Regions from separate parts of the Mus musculus genome. Here region 2 is linked to region 1. The links are chromatin contacts, called in public Micro-C maps. All regions are on one chromosome and are shown on one strand. Each heading gives the region's core, a stretch centred on a gene start, on an enhancer-like site or on the middle of the called end of the contact. The rest is flanking DNA. Distances are from core to core; before and after follow the strand shown. Region 1 has its middle 4.8 kb from the start of Gm5420. Region 2 has its middle 36 kb from the start of Platr6.

What was found. Hi-C and Micro-C count contacts between places; a contact is called where the count stands out from the background.
Region 2: a contact with region 1 is called in a Micro-C map of the G1E-ER4 cell line, with 2.9 times the contacts expected there. The contact joins two enhancer-like sites. A contact is called at or near these places in 8 of 39 promoter capture datasets (the C10 cell line, the HPC-7 cell line, cranial neural crest and 3 more), 1 of 15 datasets of contacts at CTCF or cohesin (the G1E-ER4 cell line), 7 of 484 Hi-C or Micro-C datasets (the G1E-ER4 cell line, cumulus cells, muscle stem cells and 1 more), 7 of 115 datasets of contacts at active chromatin or transcription factors (bone marrow-derived macrophages, embryonic stem cells, pancreatic cancer cells and 1 more) and 1 of 9 other capture datasets (embryonic stem cells).

The regions. Positions count from the first base shown.
Region 1 is chr10:21,683,307-21,688,732 of GRCm38.p6, forward strand. No RefSeq gene overlaps it. Among named protein-coding and RNA genes, the nearest start is that of Gm5420, 4.8 kb to the right of the region's middle. Within about 2 kb of position 2,860, at least 92 of the 459 cell types and tissues checked have an H3K27ac peak or open chromatin away from gene starts, as enhancers often do. A contact at or near this core is called in the G1E-ER4 cell line, where this site is marked.
Region 2 is chr10:21,819,664-21,825,360 of GRCm38.p6, forward strand. No RefSeq gene overlaps it. Among named protein-coding and RNA genes, the nearest start is that of Platr6, 36 kb to the right of the region's middle. Within about 2 kb of position 1,793, at least 20 of the 459 cell types and tissues checked have an H3K27ac peak or open chromatin away from gene starts, as enhancers often do. A contact at or near this core is called in the G1E-ER4 cell line, where this site is marked.

The DNA of each region.
Region 1 (5,426 bases), core at 1,610-4,109:
ACTTTGCATCTAAAGAACAGTAAGTGGGCCTTCAAAAGAATAGTCTGTCCGTCTATTAAGCCAATGAAGACCACAGTAAGATCAATAGCTGGCATGCATGCAGCCACTTCTGTGCCCCCTTTGCCATGGAAGAAGTCTCAATCACGAGTGACACTGTGTGAAATCCGTTACGGTTCTGGTTTGGGGGTGGGAAGGGGTTAGCAGAAATACTGCGGGTGTAGGAGTCAAATGCCTATTCACAGTGAGTCTCTATTCTAGGAAGAGAAAATATGCGTCTCTTCCATGAGGAAAATGATGTGGTGTCAATTAATCTGCTAATGGATGTCTTGCTAGGAACTGGGTGTGGTGCCAAGTCAAGGTCTTGTTGGCTATTTGAAGACTAAGCACACAGCAAATCCCTTTCCAGCTTTTTTTTTTCTTTCTTTTTTTTTCAGAGCAAAGATTATGGTGTGCTCATCAGAGAAGGCACCAAGAAGATGAAGGAGAAGCTAAGGGGAGACAGGTCAGCTTCAAGCCAAGGACCTGCCTCACAGTGGAGAGGCCGGCCAGCAGAAGAGCATGAGGGAGCTAAATGCGTTAGTGTTTCATGTCTCCCTCGCCTTCCATCATTAAAGCCTTTCTTGACAGTTCTCCCTACTCAGAAACATGAAGGAATTGTCAGAAATCTGGTTTAGCTTAAGCACCACACACACACAACTTGGGGTAGATTATTTGAGGATAGAAACCTGTTTGAGATAAAGGAAAGCAGCCCTTGTGCCCAGGAATTCTCATCAATTTTCCTTAAGAACCTGAAAGGTTTTTTTCTTCTTACCTACAAAGCATTGATTCTATAGTGTGTGTGTGTGTGTGTGTGTGTGTGTGTGTGTGTATGTCCCACACTGGGGAGATTATCAAAAGAGATGTTTTTGGAAACATGCTACTTCTTAATAAATAAATATTTAACACTATGAAAATATATTCACAGTAGGAGTGTATTATTTATCAACCAATTCCTAGTGAGACTAAATTTTGTTTAGCTTTAAGATTTCTTTCTCTTTTTTTTTTTATACTGTTCAAAGAATTTGAATTTGCTTTAAAGTGTAAAAATGTGCTGCAGGCAGAAGGCAGTGTGAAATGTTCTTGCATGATAATGAAGAGAAAAACTCAAAAACTTGCTCTCCAGCTCGCCTGTGCCGATGCTCTGAGGTAAATGACTGCAGGGCTTTCAGAATCCACCGTCCTGGGACCGCCCTTTCCTAGGCAAAGCATCCTCCTCCTTCATGCAGTCAGAGGCATTTCCCTTTTGTTTCTGGTCCATTCTCTCAGAGAAAACTGACAACCACCGATAGATAACCTCTTTATTCACCAATTTCCTTAGAAAATGATAAGAAGGGGGTCCTGTCTAGGAAGACAGAGGTGAGTGTATGTGCCAAGCTCCAGCGGGATCGGAAGAGAATTCACCATGGAGGACAGCTACCAGGAAAGCAGCCATGTCTGAGACTGATGGGAGGGTGGTGCTCAGATCAGCCCTTCCTATCTCAGACCCACACATGATTTCCCGATGAAGACATTTGTCCACCCAGCATCGCTGGTGTCTCTAACCATTCCTACCACAGAACAACAGCTGTCAACACCTGCCCCAGACACAGAAGCCAGGAGAGACTGCAAGTGGGAAAGGGACTGCAATACAAAAACAACTCTGTCCTCTTAGGGACAAAATTGCTCCTATCCATTGCTGACTATGTATCATCTTTGACAAGGACTTAACTATGTAACTTCTAATGAATATGATCACTTAATTAAGGAAGCAAGTTGTCACGTGGCTCTTCAGACACCTGGTTCTATGCCAAAAGGAGTCTGGTGGCTTTTCTTTACTAGGGCATTTGAAGTTTAAAATTTCAAATGAGGTTGATGTGGAGAATCAGTGCATGTTAGGGTCACAATAGACAAAGACCTGAATGACTGGACAAAGGAGGGAGGGGCATAAGAGAACGGAAAATTTTAGGGGACTTTTCCACTCATGGGCAGCATACACCCTCATGCAAACAAAGCCTTGAGGCTAAGACCATATTTTTTTTTTAAAGTGATGAAAGATTTGCTAAGGCCTGGGAGGGGGTGAACAATGGCTCTTTTTTAAAATCCTCCAAAATTCAGTCCGACATGCTAGCAGTTGCAGGGGAAAGCCTTTTGTTTCTGTTTCCAAAATGTGAGTTTCCTTCCTGGAGCCCAGAAAGTTTGAGCTGCTGTCTGTCAGAGGCCAGAGAGCTTAACTGTCAGCCTCTCTGCCCTGACATCTGTCCTTGTCCTGAGTCCCTCACGCTGTTAACCAGCCACCTCTGACAGGAGACACTTGGCTCCGCTAGTCAGAGAGAAGCCACCAGGCGGGTTCTGGAACTCTTAGTTTGCTGGGTGTCGCTCAGTAGCAGCCTCCAGTGAGCTGCTCTCCACGGTGGTCTGTACCCGAGTGGGGATGACAAGGACTCCTGACCACACGAGTCTTTGCCACCTGTGTCTTCTTCCCTTCTTCCTCCACGGATTGTTAGAACCACTTAAAAGCAAAACACCAAAAAAAATACCCCTGGTATCTTTAGCTGCTCCAGCTCACTGTGTTCAGATGCAGTTGCTAAGCTCTGTTGGATAAAACTTAGTACTTAGAGAAAAGTCCACACGGAGTTTTGTTGTGGTGGTGGTGTATTGTGTTGTGTGTTTAATTCAGCTGTGGATAATAGAACAGGTTGCCTTTTAAAAAATGCTGTACCCCATCTCCTCCTCCTTTCTCTATCTGACTTCCAACTGCCAGCCAGTCTGGGAACAGCTCGAAGCTCACTGTGGTCATATGCTATACTGTACTTTGGTGCTTAACAACCTTCATCGAGCTGTCACAAACGGATGATCTCATCGGTCCTCAGATGACCCTGAGATGTGGATAGGGTTGCTGGATTCTTTATCACGGGTTCCCACATGAAGAAAGGAGAGTAAATAAATTATATAACACAGCCAAGGTCACTGTGGCAGTGGTGCAACTGGATTCCAACAGAAGCATTCAACTTCCGGGCTGGCCCCCTGGTTTGTTTACCTTTCCACCTTTGTCGATGGGGCCGATCCAACCCTGTTCAGGAAGGTTATGTGCCTCCTTTGAATTCACCGTTTCTCATGGTAAAGGTTAGCAAGAGTGTAGCCACAGTTCTCTGGTCTCAGTACCTACACACATTTGAGAGGTGACAATTTTTTCTGTTTCTATGTTCTGTTTTCATGCTGGCTTATTATTGTCTTTCCTAGCAGGGATTTTCTATTTAAAAGTCATAATGGGAGCAATTTCTTTTATCTCCTTATTTTCTCTCTTCTGTGTTTTCCCTTCCTTTGTCTTTCTTCTCACACTTCCTCTTTGCTTCCTTTTTCTCTCTGCCTGCCTTTTTCCTGCTTCGTGTGTGTGTGTGTGTGTGTGTGTGTGTGTGTGTGTGTGTGTGAGAACATCTCTATGTGAGTATGTGTTATGTGTGTGAGTGTGTGTATGTGTGTATGTGTGTCCGAGTGTCTATGTGAGAATGTATATGTGACTGTGTGTGAGTTGTGTGTATGTGAGTGTATGTGAGTGAGCATGTGAGTGGGTGTGTGAGTTTGTGTGTGTGTGTTGTGTAATTGTGTGTGAGTAAGTGAGTGGGTTGTGACTCTGTGTGTGTGTGTGTGTGCTGCTAATTATGTACTATAATTTCTGGCTAAGGTATAAGTGTTGAGGCCATACGATTTCACAGGCTGTTATTTTGTCAGTGAATTTTTTTAAGTAATAATTTTCTACATGAGTGAAGAGTAGACAATATTTACACTAATCAAAGAACACATATGGTTAAAAAAAATGAAGACAATATAACTTGCAGATTTCTTCAATGGGCAGTGCCACTTGTTCCTTGTCTTCTCAAATGAAGAATTCCATGGAGGGACACGGGCAGTTTAACCACAGGTAGATTTAGCAAAGCAAAGAGGGATGGAGTGGGCTGTTCCAAAGGGGCTTAGAAGGCTGGTGGATTCTGTATGCTGATTTAAGAGGAACGTATGAATATTTATGGATGGATGGCATATTTATGAAGGCGAGGCCAACTTTCTCCTGTCCAAGTTAGGGTAGACTAGATCTCTTATCTAGGGTATTTCTTTTGTAATTCTCTTTAGATATCTATGGGAGGTGGTGGGTGTGGGCCGGTGTTTCAAAGGCATGTAGAGGTGATTGCATAATACAGTCAGTCACAGAATGTGTCATATTGATGGTGTTTGTTGATAAGTCATGTATGGCAGGTTGTTGGCTCGCCTTCCCCCCCCCCAAAAAAAAAAACAATAATAAGAGAGAAGAGATAAGGGGCATTGCAGTGTTGTTTCTCTTTTTATGCTTGTCAGGTTGGGTGCCAGAGGTGAAGCGGGTGGTTAGATAGCAGCTGCACCCTAGAAGCCATGGGTCATGTGATCCGAGCGCAGCTACATACACCAATCATTTCTACTTCTGTACTTTTATCAACGGAATTACAGCAACCTATGTTTTCAGTAAACTTTAACTGCGGGTTTCATTTCACATTTTAAAAATCGTTATTAAAGCATCAGCCTGCTGAAATGATTACACAAGCCTAGAACGGTGCTTCGGGGAGGAGAGATGCGGCTTCTCCGCAGGAGCGAGCAGGGTTTTCAAAGGAAGAGTGGAGGGGAAAGGGCATCGGGGTTTCTTCCACTTTAATATGAAAATCATGAGCATTCATAGGAGTGCTGTCGACTACCTATTAGAAAATGCATGCAGCATGAATAATCTACAGAGCTGACTGCTTTACAGAGATGCTTTTAAAAAAAGAGGGGTTGCTTTTTGCGACCCAGGAGATTTTTGTTGTTTTGTTTTACACCCCAGGTTGTTCTAGAGGGGAGGGGAGTATATGCTTACTATTCAGAAATGAGCCCTCACTGTGAAGTTGGCAAGAGAAAGGAAAAGCCTAAGAAGGGTATTCTGCTCCACTCTGAGTTTCTTTCCCTTTTGGGGCAATAATGGATGGAATGGTTGTCAATACTCCTGAAAATGGAATTTGTTTAAAAGGACTTTAAATGTTATGTTTCTCCCTTAAGGCTGAGTAACAAAGTGTCACTGTGCGAAGTCTTCAAGCTTCCCTGAATGAATAAGGAAATAGATCAGACCACAGAAACTGAGAAATGTCCTGTAGAGTCATTTCGATGACAATTTTATTTTTGAAGCTGGTCATTTAGTACACCCAAGCACGAAAGCTAACAGTGATGAGCAACAGAATTGTCACCGTTAAGCTCATTTTATGTCCAGTAGAACTGGGTTAAAAAACCAAGGACTGTGCTGTCGTCCAAAGCTTGAGCTGTGCACAGGGTTCTGTGAAGGGTCTTGCTCAACTGTCCTGCACGGGAACCTGAGGCTGTTAGCGGTGTCCTTGTGAGTTTTAGCTAGTAGACTC
Region 2 (5,697 bases), core at 543-3,042, 140 kb after region 1:
TTAAAAAAATCAATTAATTAATGTTGTAATCGAAATATAATGAATAAAAGTATCTCTACTGTTGACTTACATTTTACTTCTGACTTGCAATATCAGTTGGAGGTGAGCATAAATCTCACTTGGTGTATTGAGTTTGTAAGGTCTGGATTCAGCTTCACTGTTAAGCTGTGGGGGAGGGGCAGCTCTCTGATTCTGGTTATTTTAGTTCCTGTTATGTATTTAGCACCCAGCAGAAACACCTGGAAAACAGTTCATGTGTCTGCAGTTCTGTGTTTCCAGAAAATGGCTGCCTTGTAACTGTGCCTGTCTCTAGGCTGAAGGCAGCACGGAGGATCCACACCGCTGACACAGACATCTTCCCAAGTGTGAAACAGGATGAAAGGACTGTCTATAGGTGGGCAGTGTGCATGGAGCCTTCAGATACCATGAGAGGTCGCTCTGTAAGAGGGTGCTTCCAGGTCAGGTCTAGCTTGACTTTTTAGTTCTAGTCCTTGGATCCATTTCTCTCTCCTTCCTCTCCTCTCCATCGTTAGCCCTGCCCCCTCTCCCTCCCACCCCCCACTTTTTTCCCTTTCCTCTATCATAGCGCTTGTGCCTAGAGCTCTTTCTCTCCTTCCTCCTCTCATGATCCATTCCTGCTCTCCTGGCTCCTGCGGGTTATATGCTCACAGCTAAAGATTTAGACATTAGATCCACAACGAAGAGAGAACATGTGGAATTTGTGGGTCTGTGTTAGCTCGCTCAGTAGAATATTTTCTGGTTCCATCCACTTGTCTAAAAATGTCATTTCCCTTTCCTTTACAGCTGAATCGAATCCCTCTGTGCAAATGTGCCACCTTTTCATTATTCGTTAAGCCAGTGAAGGGTGACCAGGCTGCTTTCATTTCCTAGCTATTGGGACTAGAACAGCGATAAAGATGGCTAGGGAATAGCTTTCAAAAACGGTTTTTAAATTAAAAAAAAAAAAAGCGCCCCCACCCCGAGGGAGGGAGGTATGGTGGCACATGCCTTTCATCCCAGGATGCAGAGGCAGATGGATATCTGTGAGTTAAAGACCAGCCTGGTCTATACAATGAGCGCTGGGCCAACTGGAGTTATAGATTGAGAACCCGAGAGAGAGAGAGAGAGAGAGAGAGAGAGAGAGAGAGAGAGAGAGAGAGGAAAAAAGAAAGAAATGAAAGAGAAGGGGATAGAGAGAAGGGACGGGATGGATAGAGGGAGGGAGGTAAGAAGGGAGGGAGGTAATGGGGGGAGTGAAGGAGGAAGGGAGAGAAGGACTAAAGGAGGGAGGGAGGGAAGCTGGAGAGATTAAGGAATGCCATTCTCAAACCATATCACACTATGGTTGGTGGGAGATTCTCCCTCCTCAAAGCTACCAGAGTTCTCTCTGTTTAGTCACAGGACATGTAGGTCCTTGGTGGTAGGAAGAGGTTGTAGGCCAAGCATGGAAGAAACACGCATCATCTCACACACATCCATGGCTTCAGTCACATGATTATGCTACCTGCCAAGAAAGATGGTCTCACTACATATGTGCTTAAGAAGAAGAGAAAACACTGGCTGTGGCTGAGCAATGCCTGTCATCTCTGACATAGCTGAGGCTGTCCCAGGAAAGCTAACCAACAATGGACAACAAGTCTGTCACTGAGCCTTTAGTGGGATCCTCAGCTGACAGACAGCCATGGGGCTGAGAGGTGACAGGGTTGCCTCCCAGTTCACTATCTGAAGCCAACTAGCTAGACACAGGGAGGCTGTGCCTGCCTACTAACTCTCTTTCCTGTATTCTTTCAGTCCCCAGAGCTCACTCTGGGGGAACCATGTGAAGGGGGGGCTCCCCTTCCCTCAGATAAGATCAGCTACACTCACCCTCAGCCATAACACAGGGCCTTGAGAACAACGTGCTGGTTAAAGAGGGAGATGGTGTCCTTGGAGCCTGCAGTGGCCCCTAGCCTCAGCCTTCCTTGACAATGAGAGTGATCAGTACCACTGTTAATTTAAAGCAGGAAACTGGCAGAGCTGTTTCTTTATCACGTCCTCTTCGGAGCTGAACAACCACACAGGAGTGTGAGCAGACACGTGGAATGTGTTCGGTAGATTTTGTTGGTTTCAAACAGAACTTTTCAAACTATAAGTTACCACTTATGATTGGGTCCTAAATCAATTTAGTTAATGGCAGACTTCGTTTCTGTTATGTGAGATAGGGCCTCCTCCTACCCCACCCCCCACCCCCCACCCCCCACTGACATGGAATTTGCTATAGCAGAGGCTGGCCTTGAACTTAGCATCTTCCTGTCTCTTAATCCCAGGCATCAGCATTAGAGGTGTGTACCTCTAGGCCCCATAACAGTTAAGACTTTTTCTATAAAATGAGCTTTTCATTCACTGTAAGAAAGATAATTTCAGTAAACTTTTGCTCAGAGCCACATGCTTTCATTAGGAACATGGGTTCCTATGAAAGCAGATATGGTCAAAGAGAGTTGAAAACTACCAGCTTATAAAATGAGTTAATGCTCTGATTCTAAAACCTTAAAGTAGCTTTTCCAGATATTTCCAGATACTTTTTAAGCAACAATTAATCTGTACATCACCCCCAATTGATTATTTCATGTTTGTATCTGTTAACAGCAGGGCTATTTTTCAAGAGGAATACTTGGAAATATTTACCTGCTATTCAAAAATACATAGAAAATTGGTTTCTTATGTATTCAGTATATAATTAAAAACTTCATTCATTGAAAATCACTCCAAAGTTAAAAATGTAAAGGAAAAAAATGGAAATCAAAATCAAATCCACTAGCAAAATACCCTCAGCTGGGAGAAGATAAACATCAGAACATGAAACCATGGACAAGCAGAATTCATCATTAAAATCTGTTTCCTCTTCTGTGTGCAGTGACCTAGACCACTGACATAAATTAATCAGCCTGACCTGCCATTTCTGAGCCTGTGTAATAATTTTCAAATAACATTCCCTTGACAGTTAACTGGGCTTTAGAAAAACAAAAGAAGAATAGACCATAAAGCCTTTTGTTGTTCCACTCACCTATGCCTTATTTAAGTATCTGTTAAACATTCACACATGGACTCATACACACTCACACACACACTAAACTCACACACATACACTTATACATATACTCATACACACTCACACACATTTACAATCCACTGACACTCACATACATACTCACACTCACACATGGACTTATACACACTCATACACATTCATACACACACTCACACACACTCACACAATACACTTACATACACACACACTTATATATATACTCACACACTCACACACATTCACAACCCACTGACACTCACACACACACACACTCACACATACTCACACTTACATATACACACACATATACACGTGCATGTGCAGCTATAGGTCTGCATGCATAATTAGAGGGCAGAAACCAGATACCTGATACTGTTGGTCCTCCCCAGGATCCAATTCATGTGGCTGATCCAGATCATAAGAGTTAATAAAGATTTTGTCTGTCAGGAACTAGAAAAAGTTCTGTCCCTGTGGCTAACCAAGCTAACATCACAGGACACTTCTCACTGTATTGCACGGCATTGTTAATAGCATCCTATCATGTTTAAAAACCCTGCGGATGACAGTTTGGTGTACTCCTTTGCAAGGACAAGGCTGATGAGCCTGCTATATTTTGTTTTAGAATCATTAGTGTATGTGGTAGAGTTTAGGGGCTGGGGCTGGAAAGGATGTGAAGTGTCCTTCAGTTTGAACTCTTCATGTTGCTGATAGAAAAATGTAGTAAAGAGGCACATACTGCCGCACGAGTCGCCTCAGAGGCAGCAAGACAGGTGCGACAGCCAGATGGTCCCCGACACACTTCACTTCCTGTGCCCATCCAAGGTCAGTCTGACAAACTCTGTGTTTTGAGGATAAGTTGCCTCTACATGATATGTGTCTATGTGCATGTATGCGCTTACTCATGAAGCATTTATGATCTACTGAGAATATGTGTGGCAGACACGGTGCAGACACTCTAGGAAGAAGAAAAGCAGTGAAGAAAAAGGGTGATTGTCAGCAGATGAACCATGATGGCTTAAACAGAGAATAATAATCCACAATAGAGAAGTATGAACTGAGGCAGAAGAGACACCTCAGCAGCGAAGAGCTCTGAGTTCACTTCCCAGTATCCTTATCATGGCTTACAATCACCTGTAACACCAGTTCCAGAGAGTTCAACACTCTCTCCTGGCTTTCCGGGGCCCTAAACATAAACACAGTGAGCATACGCACATGCAGACACTCACATGTAAACACAAAATGGAATAAATCCTTAAAGTAGATAAATAAGTATAGGCTGGGTGTCGTAGCTCACACTTGTAATCCCAGCATGTCTGAAGCATGAAGAATTTTCTTTCGCTTTAGATCATCATAATTAGTTAGGATGGTATCAGAACAAATCAGGAACCAAATGCTTATATGGATACGAGATGTAAATACCCACTTGAGGGTGACATTCCCACAGGCAGACTCCATAGCATTGACCACTGACTAGCATTCCTTAGAGTCAGATTGACTCAGACAGTGGTAGTCTAGCTGGAAAGGAGGTGTATGTGGAAGCCAGTGTAGGTAGGTAGTTTAAACCTGTGTAAAGAAAGCCACCACTTATATTTTTAAAGACGTAGACGTCTTGAGATATAGGCAGGAGAGTTTCTGAAACACAGGTGGGAGGCGAGGCAGAGGCAAGGCACAGAAGGAATGTAACTTTGTCTTGGATGAGACTTAGGTGAAAAAACGTCAACATCAGTGCGCCCAGCAGCCGTCTGGGCCTGTTGCACAGTTCAGGGCTGGCTGTCTTGACATTTCCCATTTTCTATGTGCTCCTGTGACTCAGTGCTTTGCTGAGCAAATGCTGGTCTGGGAATGGCTGCATTTCTTGATGAATATTGATGAAGTTGAATGTGAAGCCGCTAGTACCGCATCTTGCTCTATGAATAACAGGGCGCACATAAATGATTAAAGCAAAGCAACCAGAAACCCGGCATTGCCGGTCTTCCCTGGGATCGGATTCATTTGTCAGCTCCCCAAGGTCACTGGCCTCGATTTCCCAGGGCCTAGCCACAACCATGATTAATTGATCTCCTCTCTCATTTCACACACTTAATTTGAAGCAGGGAAAGAGTAAAAACATCTGAAATAATTGGCCTGTAAGCATCTGTGTTCAGCTTCCTGCATCCTCTAAAACATGTGGTTACAGAAGCCGCTGTGAGCCGGGGGAGCTGATGGTTCACAAAGGAACCATAGCTGTTCTTAATCATCTTCCCTGAATTACTTCTTATCTGACATTTAATTCTTTCTCTGTAGTCCTCAGCACTAACTAACCTCAGCCAGCTATACACATATATACATGTGCATATGCACACACATATGCCAATGATGTTGGTACTTTTGGAGACCTGTCTGGGTCTCTGTACAGGGAATGTTTTGAATATCACAACCATCAGTGGAGCAGAATACTTTGTAACACGGGTAGGCACATCTGTAATCCCACCAGGGACAGGGGCAGGAAGACCATGAGTTCCAGGCAAGCTCTTGAGTTACAAGCTAGCCAGAGCTATGTAATAAGACCCTGCCTCAAAATTAGGTAGATACAGATAGGGAAAGAACACTTGGGGTTTGGAGAGGCTGCAAAGAAGACACAAGCAGGAGTT